Regions from separate parts of the Macaca mulatta genome. Here region 1 is linked to region 2. The links are chromatin contacts, called in public Hi-C maps. All regions are on one chromosome and are shown on one strand. Each heading gives the region's core, a stretch centred on a gene start, on an enhancer-like site or on the middle of the called end of the contact. The rest is flanking DNA. Distances are from core to core; before and after follow the strand shown.

The links. A called contact is a pair of places that touch in the nucleus more often than the background predicts.
Region 1: a Hi-C map of fetal cortical plate shows a contact between it and region 2, with 5 times the contacts expected there. The contact joins two enhancer-like sites. A contact is called at or near these places in 7 of 14 Hi-C or Micro-C datasets (blood, cortical neurons, fetal cortex germinal zone and 4 more).

The regions. Positions count from the first base shown.
Region 1 is chr7:14,424,242-14,427,305 of T2T-MMU8v2.0, forward strand. It overlaps MEIS2 (Meis homeobox 2), which reads right to left. Exons shown (of 13, transcript XM_077938694.1): 3 at 1,719-1,860; 4 at 989-1,039; 5 at 1-14. Among named protein-coding and RNA genes, the nearest start is that of MEIS2, 5.2 kb to the right of the region's middle. Within about 2 kb of position 1,595, at least 6 of the 40 cell types and tissues checked have an H3K27ac peak or open chromatin away from gene starts, as enhancers often do.
Region 2 is chr7:14,213,389-14,216,410 of T2T-MMU8v2.0, forward strand. No RefSeq gene overlaps it. Among named protein-coding and RNA genes, the nearest start is that of MEIS2, 220 kb to the right of the region's middle. Within about 2 kb of position 1,448, at least 7 of the 40 cell types and tissues checked have an H3K27ac peak or open chromatin away from gene starts, as enhancers often do.

The DNA of each region.
Region 1 (3,064 bases), core at 345-2,844, 210 kb after region 2:
ATTGCTTGTATCATCTGAAAGCAAAGTTCAGGGAATGGAGTTAGAGCTGTGTGACTCCGAGGTCCTGTCTTGGGGTTGGGAGTGGGGTGACGATGGTGGTGGGAAAATTGGGCGGGGGAGAAGAAACGGGCAGGTGACCAGGAAAAACTTAAAGATCAAGAAATAGTCAGAAAAATCAAGTGATTACTGATCATCTCTGCCTCATTGGCCACGGGGTAGGAATCTGACTCAACCTGAGCTTAAGCACTAATATCTTTCCCCCTGATGTTCACTGTGCTATTTGTAAGGACTGCTTTCCTCGGGCCAGGCCTTTTTTCTCCTTTTAGTCCTCTTTAAACATCCCCTCCCTCGACCTCAGGACAATTAAAAAAAAAAAAAAAAAAAAAAAAGGTCGCTTCTCAGGACAGAAAAAGCTTTTTAGAACAGCATACCCAGCGAAATCCTTCCTCACTAAAGAAGGAAATACTCAAGATGAATGCTGAGGCAGGGCCTTTGAAAGCGGATTTAAGTACTTTTAATATTGAAATCGTGCAAATTAGCAAAAGAATCGCACCTAAAAGTGGCCTGCGCTGGCCTGCCCCTCACCGCCCCCCAGCCCCCACCCCCAGCCCGCCCTCAGCAGTGCCAGCGGTTACATCCTTCGGGTTAGCCGCCCGGGGCTCGGCCGCCTGCCCCGGCAAACAGAGGAAATAACTCACTTCTCGCAGTTTACTCCTGGGGCCGAGACCTGGGAAACATCCCCTGCTCGCGCTCTCGGCGCTTGGTCTCCCGTTCTGGCCTCCCTGGGCTTCGCTCCCCACCACGTTCATCCTGCTCCTCGCTCGCCAGCTCCCGTGCGGGGGCTGTAGGCTGCGCCCTTCCTCCCTCTCTCCCTAGAGCTCCAAAAGAGGGTTCTGTTCTAACTCCCCAGAGCTCCAGCAGAAAGTGGGTGCTTCTGGGCATGGGAGAGGGCAAAGGCTGGGGAAAAACAAGGAACAGAGAGCCTTACCAAATTGTCCAGCTCTGGATTTGAGGAAAAAAGGGGCTTTTCGGCGCGAACCTGTAAGAAACAGAGAAAGTCAGCTTGAACGGTCACCCCATTTAAAATAAGAAAACCGAAATGTGAGAATGGGGACGGTGAAGGGGCAATGGTGGAGAAGAGGAAAGGGGCTTTGGCAAAATACAAGGAAAAACTGGTGCCTTAAATTAGTGGGGTCGCTGAAGAAGAATCAGGGCATTCTGGTCCTGACCCCATTAAGGGGGAGCTGGTATCACTAAGCTGTAACCAGCAACTCAGGGTCGTTCTTAGGGCCCCAAGTATCCCCTTATCCAGCCGTCCAAGAGGCTGTGGCTCTCCACTGCTGCCAGGGACCGCTCGGAGAGGCGCCCAGCTTCCTTGCCTCCCGGGCACTACCGGGTCCCTCACAGCCCCTCTCCCCAATTCTTGTTCAAGTAGCTGGAGGCGGGGAAAAAGGCCAAGCCCCAGATTAGGAGCAGGTCAACTTTAATTCGAGGGTCGAGACCCCGTATTCCTGCTGGGGGGGAAAACAAACACCCATATTTATCTCCACTTCCAATTCGCCCCCAGGCTCAGGGATGGGGAGGAGGCATAGAGAGCGGACAGGGCCAGAGGAACAGATCGGGTGTCCCTGGCCTTTCCTCCTTTCAAGTAAAGCTCCGAGGAAAGGGGAGGGGTAGTGAGGGACTGCCCGAAGATGAGTGGATCAAGAAGGCTGGACCTGCTTGGCGAAGACCGCGATGTCCTCGTTGAAGGAGTCTGAGGAGCAGACGTCTCCGCCGGCCACTCCAGGTTCTCGGGGAGTGCAGGTCGCCAGCTCGCACTTCTCAAAGACCAGAGCTAACAGAGGAAACAACGGGTGCCTAACGGGCAGCGCCAGGCAGACACACACACAGAGACGGGGTGCAGAGGGGAAGGAGCAAGAACTGTAATCAACAAGTTTGGAGGGTGTGGAGTCCTTCTTTAATACAACAGGCACGCAACACACTTTACAACCCTTCCTCCATCAGCCGAGCCTAAGCCAGAAACAGAAAGGGAAAAGGGCCTGGCCCTCTCCCGCAGCTCAGAAGTCCCTCAGATCTGGCCAGAGAAGCCCTCGACCACTGCAGCCCGACAAATAAAAACAGCCTCAGTTGGAACGTAATGAAACATCGGAGTCGCTCAGGCAGTCTGGAGCCCTGAGTCGATTCTGATCCACTCCCCACACTACGGAGGCCGCCGAACCAACCCCTGAGACCCAGCCCTGATCTCCCAAGAAAGGAACACTGTTGGAAATTTTAAAAATATAGTTTTAACTCTGTATTTTAATGGGCATTTCAGACGAGGCCGAAGGCTTCACCTACAGACACACGGGAGTGACATTTCCTAAATGCAAGAGAATGCTCTTCTAATCTCTCCACCCCCTTGCCTTATAAACTTATTTGCTCCACTTCTACTAAAGCCCCAGTGTGGGGGCCGAAATAATAGGAAGGTTACAAGCTGTAGAGCTTCCTTCCAAAGACCACATTTCTCTCAGCGTTACAGGAGACAAAAATAAATAAATCGCGTTTTAAAACTTGTAAGTGTGCGTGCGCGTATGCCCTTTGTGTTCCTCCGGGCGGCTTAGCCACACTTCGGGATGCTTGCGGCCTCTGGCTTGGGGCTCAGTTGCTGTTTACCCACTGTCCCCTCCCCTCGGCATCCCGTCGCTTTTCCCACCTACCCTCAGCCGGAAGAGCCCGTGTGGTACACGTTAGGATCCTGCATCCCACCCCTCGCCAAGTGCTCTCAGAATATAAAATAATTTCCAGCCATCTTCCTTACTCCCCCTAAGAGCGGCTCCAAGCAAGCAACAGTCCCTTCCACCTCGCTGCACTTCAAGGTCTGCCCCCTTTATTTACAGAGAATTAAGAAGTGGGTGATTAGGACTTCCTGGCCGACAGAAGCAGCCCTGATCCCAGCTCAAGCTGCTTTTAGTGACTCCCAGACCCTCAATAGGAAACAGAAGAAAAAAATAACTAAAAAAAACCCAAAGTTGTTCCTCATCGGCAGGAAACTTTCTCCTTCGTCAAGGCCTCTGTTAGGGAG
Region 2 (3,022 bases), core at 198-2,697:
TGCAGAAGAGAGCAGTAGCAGACCTGGGCTATTAACACACCACAGTTAATTCTCTGCGGGAACTTTTACTAGGTGGGACTTGTGAAAGGAGAAAACGTCTGTAAACAGGGAATGCTCCTGAGGGTGGCGAATGATTTCTGGTATAGAAGCCAGAACACATAAAATATGGCCAAATTGGTGAAAGAGCCAGTTCCGAGTTAGCATTTGGTTAAATAAGGAGAAGGAAGAGAACAGGGGGACCCTGGGAAGGGTTTAGAATGCTCCCCAAATGCAACTCCTTTTCTGACCATTAAAGAGCAGATGTGAGTCGAACGTGCTCCCCTTTGAGAAAGATTAGAGTAAAATGGACACCTCTGTCACTTTCAGGAGGCAGGACACAGAGAGGTGAAAATATACAAGACAATGGCCTCTGGCGCTGGTGGGCGTCCTTGGCGGGCTCTCCACCTTTTGCCCCGTCCCTCTCAGAACCCTTCTTACCTTTGTTGCTTCAATTTGATATGAAACCATGGGATGTTCCTGGGCTAGGTTCCCCGAGAGGAAAAAGACCACGAGAATCATCCCATCTCCTGCATCTACTCCGAAGTCAAGAAGCATTACAATAAAATTTACAGCGCCTTTAACAACTAGCAAGTAAAGCATTAAAATTCGCTTTAATTGAGAAAATATTGATTTTTTAGTCTAGAAAAAGCGAAATCGTAATTTAGCTTCAAACTTTCATGCTAGAATATGGCGTATTATGTCGCCGTATAATGGATCCACCCTTTCTGCCCATGCAACATCACATCTTTAATTGCTCTACTTTATGAAGTGATAAAGACAAAAGATAACCCGACTTAGGCAAACGCTTTTTAAAAAGAGGACCTAGAGGAATTTCTTTTACTAGATATTTGTAGAAAGAATTATCTCCTTTTTTGAAGCAGAAAAAAAAAAATGCCCAAAGGGGAGGAAAGAAATAAAAAGCAAAACCACAGACTAGTCTGAAAGCAACTCACATTAGCAAATCCGTTGATAGTCTCTACCAAAGGAGGGATGAAGCCAACATTTAGAGAAAATGCATTCACGAACAGAATTGCATCCTCCTTTAAACGAAACAAACCTGGGTCTAGTTTCTTACTTTACTCCTCCGTCCTTTTTTGGGGGGGTGGCGGGGGGGGGGGGTGTCAGAGGGGGCAGAATCCATTGGTGGACAGGGAAGGGAAAGAAAATCAGGCTTTCTATGTTATTTCTGTATCGGTTTTTGGTATTATAGAGGAGTAAAGAAGTTTTTGTGTGGTGGGTTTTCATTGATCAGTCACTCTGAGCTAATGTAATTATCCTCATCAATAGGAGGCTGCAGAGAGGATCATTATGTGGGTGACATTGATAAATGATCGCCCAGGAACGGCCCTCTCGCGGGCAACCCCCACGTCTGACCCTCCCACACACACAATGTAGTCATAGAAACACCTAGAGAACCTCGAGCCCCGCCGCGGAAGAGGCAGGAGAGGGAAGAAAAGCCTCGGGCGGCCGAGGTGGGGGTGGGGGCGAAAGGGGACGGCCAGCCCCAGATCCAAACCAGTTCCAACGACAAAAACAGCCAGCGGCGGGGGGCCAGGGGAGAGGGACGGTCTCCCCACCCGGCGGCCAACCCTCCCGCGCACAGTTGCTCACAACAAAGTGAAAATCCGCCCTCCAGACGGACCCATTCCTCCACACCTTTTCCCATGTGTGACCTCACTACCAACAACATCTGATGTTTGCCGAGACACGCATTCAGAGGGGTCTCTCCAAAGGAGTTAAATAATTAGGTCACGAAACTTGTAGGCATCTAATTCTCACGCGAGTTTACCCCGCTCCCCAAACCCCAAACAAACAACAAACCAAGCAAACCCATCTGAAAGAAAACAAAGGCAGCATCTGGGCGACACCCCCCCCTTCCTACATTCCCCCCAGTTATTTACTGGGTGACCCGGTCCTTTCTCTTCACCTCCTCACCCAGAGCCTCTGATTATGAGATAATGGATTTTGCGATTGTTCTTGTCAGGGAAAAAAATCTCCACCGAACCCCGCGTTTTCATCTTTCGACTGTTTTATTTAAGCCAATGGGAAGGTATTGAGAGCAGTAATTGATTCATAATGATCCATAAATCGATGTCGGAAAGCGGGGGGTGAGGGTGGAGGTGTACTAAGAGTAAGGGGGATGGCGATGCTGTTTATTTTATTTCTAAAGCTTCAACTAAAGTAGCTTTGACACTGTTGGGGCTGGGGGGGGAGGAGCTGTTGGGCTCTGCCGGATCATCCATCATCCCTGTCACCCAGAGTCTGCCCGGAGGAGCCGTAGACGCAATCTCCCTTCTGTCTCTACACCGAAACTATTAATATTAAAACCTCCCTTCAAACACTGCCCCGACGGTCTCCATTCTCATCACAATCTGACCGGCCTCCCCCATCAGACCAGCATTTCCCCCGCGCGGCACCTTCTCCCGGCCCGGGCCCGGAGGGAGGGGGCCCGCCCTGGCGCGCGACGCCCAGAGTTGATGGCTGCAGCTGTAACCGGGACGGGCCCCGCTGCTGCCCCCATCGTTTGCAACACTTTGGTCTAACTCTTTAACACACGCCCCAGGAAGGCCAGGTGAGGGCCAGGGTAGCCCTCTGCACGCCCCGCTGCCGCGGCCCAAGCCTCTGCCCTGCCTCCTGCTGGGTTCCAGGACGCGCGTCCGCACCAAGCCCGCTGGGTGGGCGGCGGGGGCTGCGGCCCGCGAAGCTGGGGCCACTCCGCGCATCCAGACACCCGGACACCGGACTTTCTGACTGAGTGGCAACTTGTAGCAGGAGGTCCAGGCTCCTTATCAAATTGCTGGCGTGCTAGACTAATGGAGAACTTGTGGAGGATCCCTGTCCAGTCCCTTTGAAGGAAGGTCCCTCCTTTGACAGCTGCTAGAGATATTAGCCACATTTCCCTTCCCAAATCTGCTCCGGGTTAACAGGCCCGCGGGGGCGGGAGGGGGTGAGGAGGCAGGAGGATCCCGGTGGATTCTAACGA